Linked DNA regions of Sus scrofa: region 2 is linked to region 1. A link is a contact called in public promoter capture Hi-C data. All regions are on one chromosome and are shown on one strand. Each heading gives the region's core, a stretch centred on a gene start, on an enhancer-like site or on the middle of the called end of the contact. The rest is flanking DNA. Distances are from core to core; before and after follow the strand shown.

Region 1 (6,469 bases), core at 2,215-4,714:
GCAGTGCAGGTCTGTGATGGGGAGGGTGTGGCGAGACCAGACGTGCCGGGGGGCGGGGGTCCTGGAGGGGTCTGCCTGCAGCACGCTTGGGGTCGGGGTGGGGGAGCCAGACCTCAGTGGAGAAGGAGGCCTCCACCCCCATGCTCCTACCCTGCCTGTGGGCAGCAGCCAGGCCCCTCCTCATGGGAGGCTGCCCACGGCCCCAGTCCTCCTCACACCAGCCACCTGACCCCCATCCCACCACAGGGCCTTGGCATGGCCTTTCTATGGAGCAGGCGCCCTGCTCTTCTGGTTAAGGCCTTGCCCAGCCAGATGTTATTGTGGGATGAGGTGCCCGCCAGGGCCGAGACTCTACCTGCAGAGGCTCCAGGCCAGCACCAGGCAGTCCTTGCCCCCTGAGAGGAAGTGGCTGCTATCCCCTGTGAACTGAAGGCATGACACATCCTGGTAGTGGCGGCTCAGGATGACCAGGAGATTCCCTGTGGAGACCTGGGATGGGAGGGGCACCTGGGTCAGGGGAGCCCATGGGGAGGGCCCGGCCCACACTGGCAGCACCAGGGTTTAGGCTGGTGGCTTGAGGCCTGCAGTGTCTGAAGTGAACGGAGAGGCAGGCTGGGCTGTGCCCCCTCCAGTCCTGCCCATACCTGTCCCCTATTCAGATGATGCTAGGGGTGGTGTGACACAGGCCCCTGGAAGGTATGGGTGGGAGTGACAAGGCTGAGGGGGAGGCTGCTGAGGGAGTGGGTCCCTCCAGGATGGGCTACACCCAGGACATGCAGGCAGCTCCCTACAACGACAAATTGGTCACAGTGGCAAGTCACCATCTTTCAAGCTGGCAGGAGGGATGAGGGTGTCTTGTGCTGTGAACCCTGGGGGAGGGGAAGCTCAGTGTCCAGGGGAGGAGGCACCTGGTGGCAGAGACACTGGGGAAGGGCCATGGTGGTGCTGGGGGGAAGATGTCCCAGACACATGTGTTGACATCCCAGCCTCGCTTGAATATTGTCTTGGGGGATGTAAGCAACTCAGGTGAGGTCATGCTGGGGTGAGGTGAACTCTGTCTTTATAAGAAGAAAACCTGGACACAGACACATACCTGCTCACCCTGAAGAGATAAGGGGAAAAGGACCTCTGGTTGGCTATGGGGCGCCCCCTTGTGGTCACCACTCATGCTGCCCAGGAATTCTCTAAGAGAGCGACCCCAACCAAGGATGCAGACCACAGACTGTCCCCCATCAAGGATAGCCAAACCACCGATGACAGTTACTGACAGTAGATGGGCTGCTGGTTTCTGCCCACACGCCGGCACCAGTCGGACAGCAGGCAGGGGAGGCTTTCTACCTGTGAAGAGTGCCCCCTTGCCTCTGTTTCTCTCCCTATGCCTGAAGAACCGCTTCCTAGTTTCAGAGTCACTCCCTAAGGTATAAGAGCTCTGGGGTTAAATAACAAAGCTTCGTATCCTCTTGCAGTCCACAGAGCCTCAGTTCTCTTTGCCTACTTCTGTGGAGCGGGGGTGGGGGGGCAGCAAGAAGGATGTTCTGCAGCTGTGGCTGAAGGTGGGAAAGGCAGATGTGGCTGCAGGCTGTGTCCTGTGGTTTCAGATCCTTCAGGAAGTGAGGTGAGTTTTCCCCCAAACATAACAGACTGTTGGTGACAACCGGTCAGTGGTCTGACCCCATGGTCCACCTGCAGGCTGACCTTCCCCCTACCCTAGTTCTGTACTCTTCTGCTTACCTCCCACAGGTATATGCTCTCTGCGATCCCTGCCAGCACGTACAGGCCATTGGGCGATGTGGTGAGACAGGTCACAGGCCCAGGGCACATGATCTTCTGCTGAAGCTGGTCCTAGAGGCAGAAGAGGCCTCTGAGTGCCATATGGAATGAGGTAGCCAGGGGTGAGGCAAGTGGGGCAGGTGCCCAGGGCAGCTGCTAAGTCCAGGAGGACTAGAAGGAGGAGCAGGGAAAGAGGTAGCTTGAGCTAGTTCACAGTTCAGCAAGGGGGAATCTGCTCCAGGTGAGGCTTTGCAGGGCAGAGGTAGAGGCCTGTGGTTCACTCAGAAGCAGGACAGTGCCTGTGTGGGCTTGGGGCAGGAGGGCCCTGTGAGTGTGGGGATAGGCAAAGCACAGAGGGTCCAGGAGGGCTTTTGCCCCAATCCCGCCTTGAGCCTCAGTTTCCAAATCTCTAAAACAGAACTTCTGTTTGTGCATGGACCACACCAAGCAGAGTCAGAACATAGAGCTTGCCCCTAAGGGATGTCGGCTGGCAAAAAGAGGTGGCAAGCAGCTTCAGGGGCTGCATATGGTTGTTTTTGTGAGAAACCATGGGCCCTGGTGGCAAAAGGTAGCGTCTTTTATGGTGTTGGGGGGTAAATAAACACATGAATCTCCCGGGCTATCTTTCAGCTGGCTTCCCCAGGCCTCGGACCTTCACCTTGAAAGCCCAAGATACCCACGGGACCCCCTGCAAACTCCCTTCAATTAAAATTCCCGCCCAACGCGCCAGCTCCGGCATAGGGCACCTAAGGGACCCACCCCCAGCCCTCTTTGCCCGCCTGCGCGAAGCTGGTGGTCCAGAGGCCCGCCCCCCCAAGCCCGGGAGACACAGACCTCAGCTCCGCGCGTGCGCAGCGCGCTAACCGCGCCAACCCACCCTGGGCGCGCACCTCCCACATCCAAAAAGAGCCCCCACACCTGCGCGTGCGCAGAGCTCCCTAACTGAGACTCCCTACCCCCAACCCGGCTCGTGGTCCGAGCGGACCCCACCGCTCCTTCCCTCGACCCCAGGCTCCTGCGCCGGAGCGCCCGCAACCGCACCTTTCTCTGCAGCTCCCAGGCGCTGATGTAGTTCTTGCCCAGCTGCGCCGCCAGCAGATACTCGCCATTGAGCAGAGCCAGTCCGCGAGGCCCGGCCTGGCCGCCGCGGTACGTGAGCAGGTTGGCGCCCGAGTGCAGCTCCCACACGACGCAGCTCCACAGCTGGGCCGCTGAGTCCGTACACACGGCCACCTCCATGGGCGCCGCCATCTTCCCTCTTCACCGCCCCGGACGGGCGTCATCACTAGCGAGATGCTGGCGACCACGCCGTGCGGGCTAGAGCGGTGCCCACGTTGCCCGGCTCCGGCTGGCCGCCCCGCGCCTGCGCACATGCGTCAGGGAGGGGGCTACCTTGTGAACTAGCCTGTGAACTTGTGAACTCCGCTCCGCGGAGAATTAAGAGGTGCACCGCCTGGTTAGAGATTTTGGAAGATTTCTTAAGAGCAGTTAGGAGCTGCAGAGCCTAGAGGTCTGGCTTGGCCATTTCTGGGTTGGTCAAGTACTCAACTTCTCGAATTTTTTTACGATTATTATGTAAGTACTGAGTACACACAGCCTCAAATGAGACGTTGCACATAAAACACACGACGCACCTTACATAACCCAGAGAGTTAGTCCTCGATGCATGCTAATTAGATGCATATTCATCAATCCACCTTCCGCCTACCCCTGGACCCACCCTTCTTTTTCGTGGGCCACAAAATCTGCATTTTTTTTTTTTTTTTTTTTTTGGCTTTTGGCTGTTGAGGGCCGCACCTCCGGCATATGGAGGGTCCCAGGCTAGGGTTCTAATCGGAGCTGTAGCCGCCGGCTACACCACAGCCACAGCAACGCCAGATCCGAGCCGTGTCTGCGATCTACACCACAGCTCATGGCAAGGCCGGATCATGGCAACGCCGGATCCTTAACCCACAGAGCGAGGCCAGGGATGGAACCCGCAACCTCATGGTTCCCAGTCGAATTCGTTTCCGCATGGGAACTCCTGCATTTTTATTTAAGCAATTTGGTGCAGGTCGAGCAAATTGGGAGCTCTGTCTGAGGAGCACTTACCTCGTGTTATAGCTGCCAGCCGCCGGCCACGTCTAAAACCAGTGCATTTTAAAAGGTGGAATTATTGTTCCCTTGGAATTTCCTGAGATGCTTGCTGTCATATTTTTCCTGAATTCCATTCCACAACGCAAGTTGCAGGTTTTTTATTTATTTTTTGCTTTCTCTGGCTATTATAGGAAAATTAGAAGCGCAACTTATAAGGTTGAGGAAAAATGTTTTTAATTGGAATATATCAGAAATCAATAAAACAGGCGTAATAATATTTGATAAGTTGAGAAAACTGATTGCAGCAGCAATAGCTGATTTAAACTAATGCCTGATTGCGTCATTACTCAGACGCTGGAGCTACCTCAGTTTTAATTTCTGTTTTGTTTTAAAATGAGTAAGTTTCTTTGTAGCAAATGACTGTTGATCTATATCTTAACATTTAAAAAAGGGAGGAGTTCCTGTCGTGGTGCAGCCCCAAACGAATCCGCGGAAAGGAAACCGACTAGGAAGCATGAGTTTGCAGGTTCGATCCCTGGCCTCGCTCAGTGGGTTAAGGATCCGGCATTGCGGTGGTCGCAGACGCGGCTCGGATCTGATGTGGCTGTGGCTGTGGCTGTGGCTGTGGCATAGGCCGGCGGCTACAGCTCCGATTTGTCCCCTAGCCTGGGAACTTCCATATGCGGGTGCGGCCCTGAAAAGACAAAAGACGAAAAATAAAGTCAAGGCTGTCCTGGGCGGCGAACCCACAACATTGGGGAGACTGGGTGTGGGGTGCGTTCAACAGCGTCCAGAGGGGACAGGGGTCCTCGCCCCCCAACCCCGCCGCCCTAACAGGGAGAGGATGGTGGAGAGAGGGAAGAGCTTCCTGGAGGAGAAACGGCGCCCAGAGCCTGGGGGCCCGCAACTCCAGTTCCGGCCGCCAGATGGCAGGCTCCAGCCGCCATTCCGAACCCAGGGGGCACAGCAAGAAGGGAGGGACATCACGGGGGACTTACCTGGTCTGGAGGTCTGGAGGAGGGGCTTCCCAGAGCAGGTGTCCTTCAAGCAGGAAGTAATAACCTGAAGAGAAAGAGGGTCAGAGGTGTATGCAAAGGCCCTGAGGCACACCATGGAGCAGGGAACTGGACAGGGGCATCAGGATTTTGTTTTATCCCACGGGGTGGGGGGAGGCATGTGAAACTGAAAGACTTTTGTAAATTGGGAAGAGCTGAGTGTCCAAACCTTCAGCAGATGTCAAAAGGGAAAACCGAGGCAAGGACCACCTAATCCCAAAGATGGATTGGGGAAAACAGTTCATGTTTTCCACCCCCAGAACCGCTGATGCTCCCTCCCCACTTCCTCAAACATTGTTTTTTGTTTTTAAAGTGTGAATAAGAAAAATGAAATACCTTGAATGCTAGTTTACATTTTTCAGATACTGTTTTCCCTAAACCGTATTTCTTTGTTTTTTGTTTGTTTTGTCTTTTTGCCTTTTCTTGAGCTGCTCCCGCGGCATATGGAGGTTCCCAGGCCAGGGGTCTAATCAGAGCTACAGCCACCGGCCTACGCCAGAGCCACAGCAACACTGGATCCGAGCCACGTCTGCAACCTACACCACAGCCCACGGCAATGCCAGATCATTAACCCACTGAGCAAGGGCAGGGACCGAACCCGCAACCTCATGGTTCCTAGTCGGATTCGTTAACCACTGCGCCACGACGGGAACTCCAAAACCATATTTCTTTGAATCCTGTACCCCAGGAACTCTCTGGAACCCCATTTGAGAATGGGCACACTGCGTTGTTGCCTGCAGTGGACCCAGGTGGCCTTCTAACCACCAACTCAGGGCTTGACCCCCATCTTTTTTTTTTTTTTTGTCTTTTGATGGCTGCACTGAGGCACATGGAGTTTCCCAGGCTAGGGGTTGAATCAGAGCTGTAGCTGCCGGCCTGCACCAGTCACAGCCATGCCAGCTCTGAGGAGCATCTGTGACCTACACCATAGCTCATGGCCACACCAGATCTTTAACTCACTGAGCGAGGCCAGGGATTGAACCTGAGTTCTTGTGGATACTAGTCGGGTTCCTTAACCACGGAGCCATGATGGGAAGTCCGACCCCTGTCCTTCTGAGCACAGGGACCGGTCACTGCTCAGCTCCGGGCCTCAGTTTCCCCACAGCTATGGGATTCAGCCCTGGTTCTGCGGCCACATCTGGGGAAGTAGGGCCTGGAAGTTCCCAAGCACCCAGGTTCCAGGACACCAGGGTGGGCCCTGAAGGTGTGGGCCGCAGAAGAACCAGTTGTGTAAACAGAACTGTGGCCAAGAGAGCGGAGAGGGGCGCTGACGTGGACACTCAGGCAGGGGCAGGCCAGGACTCCACTGAAGGGCAGGGCAGCCAGATTGCAGTTCCAGTCCCCTCCCAGGCCTCTCTTTCCCCTCCTCCCTCTCCCCTCCTCCCTTCCCAGGGGACCCAGCTCACTCAGGCTGCTACATGAGGTCAGAGGTCACCCCACCCCCAGCCTAGTTCCGGAATGAGGACTGACCAGTTGTGTCAGAAGGGCAGGACAAAAGCCACACTATGGGGGCCTCTTGGACCACCCAGTCATCAGACCTCCTTGGTGCCAGCATGACGCCTGGTCCC
Region 2 (6,469 bases), core at 1,365-3,864, 67 kb after region 1:
GAAACATGCTCCTCCCCTTGGGGTCACCCCGTTCCAGCCCATCTTCCCAGATGTGTTGGTGGCTGGGCCTCCCCAAACTCCCCGGCTGGGCCACTTCCATTTCCCTTCCTCAGTCAGCATTTTTGGCCCCTTCTGAGCTTACGCGAGGAGGGAGAGGCTGGATTTTTATCATTTTTAATGAATTTGGTGTGATTTGTTGTAGATTTTTAAATTTCCCTTTTGAGAAAAAAAACAAAGAACTTGCCCCAAGTGATAACTCGAGGGGCTTCATTCCAGTCCTTGCTTGACCCCCTCCCAATATGTGGCATGGGTGGGGGTCTCTGGGGCCCTGTCCCTCGCCCCAGGGGCATTACGTTTTTTTGTGTGTGCGCGTGTGTGTGCGTGTGCCCTGCGACCCAGGACAGAGGCTGCGTCTTAGAGCTGGTTTCACCCCCTTTTTTGGACTGTGTGCTGTCTTCCTGGGCACGCTGTGGTGGCCCTTGGGGGTCCTGTGTCCCTGAGATACCCCCTACCTTCATACTGGGGGTCTGGGACTTCCAGCCAGAAGCCTCCGCCCTCAGACTGTCTTGTTCCCCTTTCCATGTCCCCTCATGTATACCGCCCCCCAGCCTGGCTCTGGGTGTCCTCATGCGGGTCCCCCTGACCTGGCGTGTGAGTGCAGAGCTGGGAGGCTGCCCCCCCCCCCCCCCCCCGCAGCCTTGTGTGTGTGGCTAGTTGTGCTTTGGAAAAAGTGGAGAGTTCAATAAATTTCTGGTGCTCTGGTCTCCAGTTGCAGGGTTTTCCTTTGGGGCAGGGCTGGGTGCGTGAATGCTCACAGTGCCCTTGGATCCTGGTCATCAAGGGATGCAGGCCTCAGGGTATGAGGCTTGGCACCGACTGACACCTCATGTAGAGGCAGGTGTGTGGGGTGTGGGAGGGAGGGCAGATGTCACTGAGAGGGTCATTTTGGCTCTGTTGTGTGGCTCAATCCCTCCCGGGTGCCTGGGCTCAGACCTCAGCTCCACCACTTCCCAGCTTTGTGACCTCCAAAAAGATCACTCATGTGAGCTTCCTGGGTGGCTGGAACAAAGTACACCACGCTGCAGTTTAAAACCACAGGAATTTAGCCTCTTCCAGTTCTGGAGGCCAAGATCAAGGAGACTTAGGGCTGAGCTCCCTCTGGGGGCACCAGGGGAGGGTATTCCCCATCTCTTCCAGATTCTGGGGGCTCTGACTTCCCTTGGCTCTTGGCCACATCCCTCCAGCCTCTGCCTACATCTTTATGCGGCCTCCTACCAGTGTCTTTAAATTGTGTCACCCTGGGTTATCTGCTTTTATCCTGATTGCCCTTCTCACCTGGCCCCAATCAGGGGTCCCTGCTGTCCACAGGGCTCCTCACTGTTGAACCTCACCCTGATCTCCATTTCCCTGAAGATGGATTATCTGCCTCAATTACTGGGAATCCTGCAGGTGACATTTGTCTCTTTCCCCCTGTGTATTTATTTATTTAACTGTTTATATCAGTACAGACGCCTGGACATTCGCTTTCTTGTTTGGGTTACAACACAATATCCTTTCATTTTGTTGCTCAGATTGTTCCAGGTTTGGATACTGGGAGCTCTTTCAGTGATTCCTGTCTCACTGAGGCGGGGTATTTATTTATTTGAGCACCGGGCTCCTCTGCATATTTGTGCTGCCTTCTAGAACCAGGCATTTCGCCCAGGAGCCCAGTTCCTTTCACTGGGGCAACGTTTAGAAACCAAGAACTGGGTGCTAAGTGTGCTGAGTTCCATTTTAACAGGCATTTTAAAAAGTTTTAAACACAGATGCTAAATAATGGAAATCCAAATGGCTCAGAGGACATCAGGAGATACTGGATTAACCAGCTTGGAGGCTCCCACCTGTGAAGGGGACCGAATTTCTGGTGCCTGGAGGCCAGTCTGGACTTCAGGGCGCGGGTGTGGTGGCTCTAGGGGACTCCACAGGCCTCCTGCACTGACACACAGACTCGGTCCTGCGGCTGCCCCTAGCTGGCTGTTTTCTTCCCACTCCGATTCCCTGAGCCCGGCCCCCATACCTTTGCCCAGGCGCTAACTGCAGCCCAGTACACCTTCCCCGAAATATCAGGAGGTCTTCCTAGAAAAGACTTTCCCAACTGGGGAGAGCCCGACAGAAAAAGAACCAGCTTTTGATAGCGGGAGACGAGTGAATCCAGAGAAGCCCACGACTGGTTAAGCCGTCTTGCTTACGGGGAAAAGAAGCAAGGAAAAGCAAAATATGGAACGCTTCACGAATTTGCGTGTCATCCTTGCGCAGGGGCCATGCTAATCTTCTCTGTATCGTTCCAATTTTAGTATATGTGCTGCCGAAGCGAGCACGACACCGGGGTTAACCCGACCGCTATTTATAGGGCGGAGTATAAAATACTTTACGCTAAGGGTGAATTCCGTTTAGAAGAAAAATACTCAGTAACTTGTCTCTTCTTTTCTGATATCAGTGCAACAATAGCTTAACAGAATGAGGCTACTCACTGAAGTTGAGAAAGTGTTCTTTCACGAAATATAATTCGGGTGGCTGTTGGGAAACTATCAATGTATGTATGCAAATTATATCGGTAGTGGGGCGGGGCCGGAGCCGCTGCTGTCCCAGAAGTCTCCGGGAAACGGCCGCGCTACGTGGGCGACTCGTTGATCCGGGGAAGATGGCGGTGCCGTAGCCGCGCCGATAGGTGGAGTGCAGGCCGTGGCCGTCCGCTCGGCTGGGAGAACAGGCCGTCCCGGTGAGCGGGGACTGGGGACTTGGGCGTTGGGCCGGCCTCAGGACGGTGCCTACGGCCGCGGCGGCGACTAGCGGGCCGGGGGCGGGGCCTGTAGGGTTAGAGGGCGGGCCTGGAGAGCAAGGGGTGCTGGGTACGCGCCCGGGAGCACGTTGGGCGGGGGGGGGGGGTCGCGACGGAAACTTGGGGGAAAGTCTGAGGCGTCTGGGAATCCGGGCACTCCGAGCTGGGGAAAATCGGGGCTGGGCCTGGAACCTGATCAGGGGTTGGGAGGTCTAAGGCTGTATTTTCCTGGGGAGGGGCCTGGGGATTCTGGTGGGCTGGAAGGCGGCCACTGGAGACCAGCACCTGGCTATTGGGTAGTGGTCCCTGGGGTGGAGCCTGAAGTGGCAAAAAGAGGCGGGACTTGGAGGGTTGGGAATTTGGAGGTGGTTATAGGGAGGCGAGTTGTTTGGGAGACCCTGGGGAGAGAACAAATTTAAGCTATCCCTGGGAACACAAGGGGCAAATTGGGACTGGGGTCTGGAAAGCAAATATTGTAGGGGGCGGGGCTGGAGAGCTTTGAGGGCAGAGCTTAAAGACTGCTGAAGGGGCCTCTGGGCAGGGCCTTGGGGTTCCTGGCCAAGGCTTGAGGAAGCGGGAGGCCTGGGGGAAGTGATTGAGAAAGATGGGTTGGTCATACAGTCTCATTGGGTTCTGGTAACGGTGAAAATAACCGTAATCAATGCCCGGCACATAGACAGCAGGTGGAAATGTTCATTGTTTCCGTTGCGGTTGTTACCTTTGAAGTGCTGCACCAAGCTGCTGCCTGCCCCCCATCCTGCCTCCTTGCCTCTGCCAAAGGCTTCTCTAAGGATAGAGCAGTCCCACCTCTCCTCACTGCTTCATGGTCCCCATCATTGTTCACCTGGACTGGCATGGTCACCCCCACCCTGTCCCTAAGCCTTTCTCTCCAGACAGCCAGAGGGGTGTGTGAAACATAAGAAGGTCTCAGCTCCCCTGGGGCTCCCACCTCACTCAGGGTGAAAGCGCAGGCCCTGCATGACCCACCCCACCCTCACTTTACCCCTCCCTTCCTCTCACTCAGTTCCAGCAACATGGGCCCCCTGCCGCTCCTTGATGACCCTGGGCTTGGTCCAGCTTCTGGGCCTTTGCACTGGCTGTTCCCCCTGCCTGGGATATCCTTCCTCCAGGCTGCATTCCTGGATCCCTCACTTCTACGCTGGGAGGCCTCCCTGGCCATCCATGTGTCAGATATAGCTCCCCTGACATACACAGAGCAGGGATTGAGTCTTTGGGTCCCTGCAGTGACCCACCATCCAGCACTGCGCTCTGGGCCCTGAGGCCCTGCATGAACGTCTGTGACAAACTGGTCCTCCCTCCCTCAGAAGCTGGTGACCGCCCTCTGTGTATGACCTTGGCAGCCGGGCACCATGGACCTGGCGTACGTCTGTGAGTGGGAGAAATGGCCCAAGAGCACGCACTGCCCTTCGGTGCCCCTGGCCTGTGCCTGGTCCTGCCGCAACCTCATCGCCTTTACCACGGATCTCCGAAACGACGACCAGGGTGCGCCCCCTCCTGCCCCCCGCATGGGCTCGTGCCCCAGTGCCCATGGACCTCCAGGCCTGTCCAGTCTCTCAGGGTTCCCTCATGTGTGATGAGGGGTGGTGAGGGCCCAGAGGGCACCTGGCACCAGGGGGCACTGGAATCACCCCCAGGGGATGGACCTGTCCAGATGAGGGTGGTCCCCAGCCCCTGCTGAGGCTCCTGCCTGAGTTTTCCAGACCTTATATGTCACTGCTTGGCTTCTGAAAGCCTCTGAGCTGCAGCCTGCCTGCTGGGCCTGTGTTCTCGCTATTGTTGAATGACACATGCTCCTAGAGGAAAGGAGAAAAACACAGACATTTTGGATGAGGGGAAGAAAAAAAGGCATTACCTTCCCCAGAGAGCCACTCTCTGTTAGCATTTTGGGTTTGTTTTTTTCCAGTTCCATTTTCTATGTCTCTTTTGAAAGTGGTTGTAGCCTCTCTGGAGGCAGAGTCATGGACCTGCTCCCATTACCCCTGGGGTCATCAGGCACTCGAGGCCCTGCCATTGTTGCCGCTGACCTGGCCCTCCTTTGCAGACCTGACCCGCATGATCCACATCCTGGATACGGAGCACCCCTGGGACGTGCACTCCATCAACTCGGAGCACAGCGAGGCCATCACCTGCCTCGAGTGGGACCAGTCAGGTGAGGGTGGGGCTCACCCTTGATCTCAAATCCCAAGCTTACTTGTTCTGTCTTTTCCTGGTCATGTCCCCACTGTCCAGAACTAGGATGAAAGCCCTGGCCTTGTGGCTTTTCGGCTCCTTCTCCTCCCATTTTTGGTGACCAGAGTCGTTCCTGGGAGACATGTGTGCCATGCCCCTGCTTGTCTCCCATCCCAGGCCCCAGATGTACTGGGGGGGGTGCTTTGTGACACAGGCTTGCCCCCCTCTTCCCCTGCAGGCTCCCGGCTGCTGTCGGCCGATGCTGATGGGCAGATCAAGTGCTGGACCATGGCAGACCACCTGGCCAACAGCTGGGAGAGCCCAGTGGGCAGCCTGGTGGAGGGGGACCCCATCGTGGCCTTGTCCTGGCTGCACAATGGTGTGAAGCTGGCCCTGCACGTGGAAAAGGTGGGTGTCCAGCCTGAGCGAGCAGGTGTGGTGCTTCAGGCTGGCTCCCCCTCTCACGCCTTTTGCTCCTCCTGGTCTTTCTCACCTGGGCCCATCTCACACCCACCATCAAGCTGTTAGCACCTGTGTTTTCAGTAGGCCGCCCATTTAACTGATGGCTACTGTCCTCAAAATCCAGCCTACCTTTTGAATTAGCAGTATCCTAGAATTCCTCTCCAGATTCTCTGATTCAGCCCAGCATCTCATTCAGAGGGAGCTGCCTGGGTCGGGGGAGCTCAGATCCCTCATCATCAAACGGGGCTGACAGCAGGTCATGGCAAGGGGTCAGTGCGAGCAGGTGTGACAGGGCTGGGCTCGCAGCCGGTGAGAGATGAGGGCCCATAGCTGCCACGGGTTCACATGGCTTGCTCGTCCTAGAGCCAGGAGGCCCTCCTGGATTGATGCTGTGGAGAGGGACCTTTTCTCCTGTTCCTTCCTCATGCTTAGTGCCAGGCCCGGGGACGGTGACTGTTTGCCCATGGCTGCAGTGCATCATGCAGCGGCTGGAGCTGACCCTGCTCCTCCCCCACAGTCGGCCGCCTCCAGCTTTGGCGAGAAGTTCTCTCGTGTCAAGTTCTCACCCTCGCTCACGCTGTTTGGGGGCAAGCCCATGGAGGGCTGGATTGCCGTGACGGTCAGTGGCCTGGTCACTGTGTCCCTGCTCAAGCCCAGCGGGCAGGTGCTGACCTCCACAGAGAGCCTGTGCCGGCTGCGTGGCCGTGTGGCCCTGGCTGACATCGCCTTCACGGGCGGCGGCAACATCGTGGTGGCCACAGCGGACGGCAGCAGCGCATCCCCAGTACAGTTCTACAAGGTGTGCGTGAGCGTGGTTAGTGAGAAGTGCCGCATCGACACTGAGATCCTGCCCTCCCTTTTCATGCGCTGCACCACTGACCTCAACCGCAGGGACCGCGTCCCCGCCATCACCCACCTCAAGTTCCTGGCCCGCGACATGTCGGAGCAGGTGAGCCCGCTGCCTTGCATTGTCAGGCCAGGCCCCGTGGGGCTAACCCA

Evidence for each region. Promoter capture Hi-C pulls out the DNA fragments that hold promoters and counts their contacts.
Region 2: a contact with region 1 is called in a promoter capture Hi-C map of liver, with 9 times the contacts expected there. The contact joins the promoter of MED16 here to the promoter of WDR18 in region 1. A contact is called at or near these places in 3 of 5 promoter capture datasets (fetal liver, fetal skeletal muscle and liver), 3 of 47 Hi-C or Micro-C datasets (embryonic fibroblasts, epiblast stem cells and retroperitoneal adipose tissue) and 2 of 2 datasets of contacts at active chromatin or transcription factors (alveolar macrophages and skeletal muscle).

Annotation. Positions count from the first base shown.
Region 1 is chr2:77,420,348-77,426,816 of Sscrofa11.1, forward strand. WDR18 (WD repeat-containing protein 18) reads right to left here and starts at 3,465. Exons shown (of 10, transcript XM_013994806.2): 1 at 2,812-3,465; 2 at 1,732-1,842; 3 at 356-489; 4 at 1-85. The coding sequence starts at 3,021.
Region 2 is chr2:77,488,339-77,494,807 of Sscrofa11.1, forward strand. It overlaps MED16 (mediator of RNA polymerase II transcription subunit 16), which reads left to right and starts at 2,615. Exons shown (of 16, transcript XM_005661362.3): 1 at 2,615-2,758; 2 at 4,144-4,321; 3 at 4,881-4,988; 4 at 5,247-5,416; 5 at 5,988-6,419. The coding sequence starts at 4,189. It overlaps R3HDM4 (R3H domain-containing protein 4), which reads left to right. Exons shown (of 8, transcript XM_003122984.3): 8 at 1-768.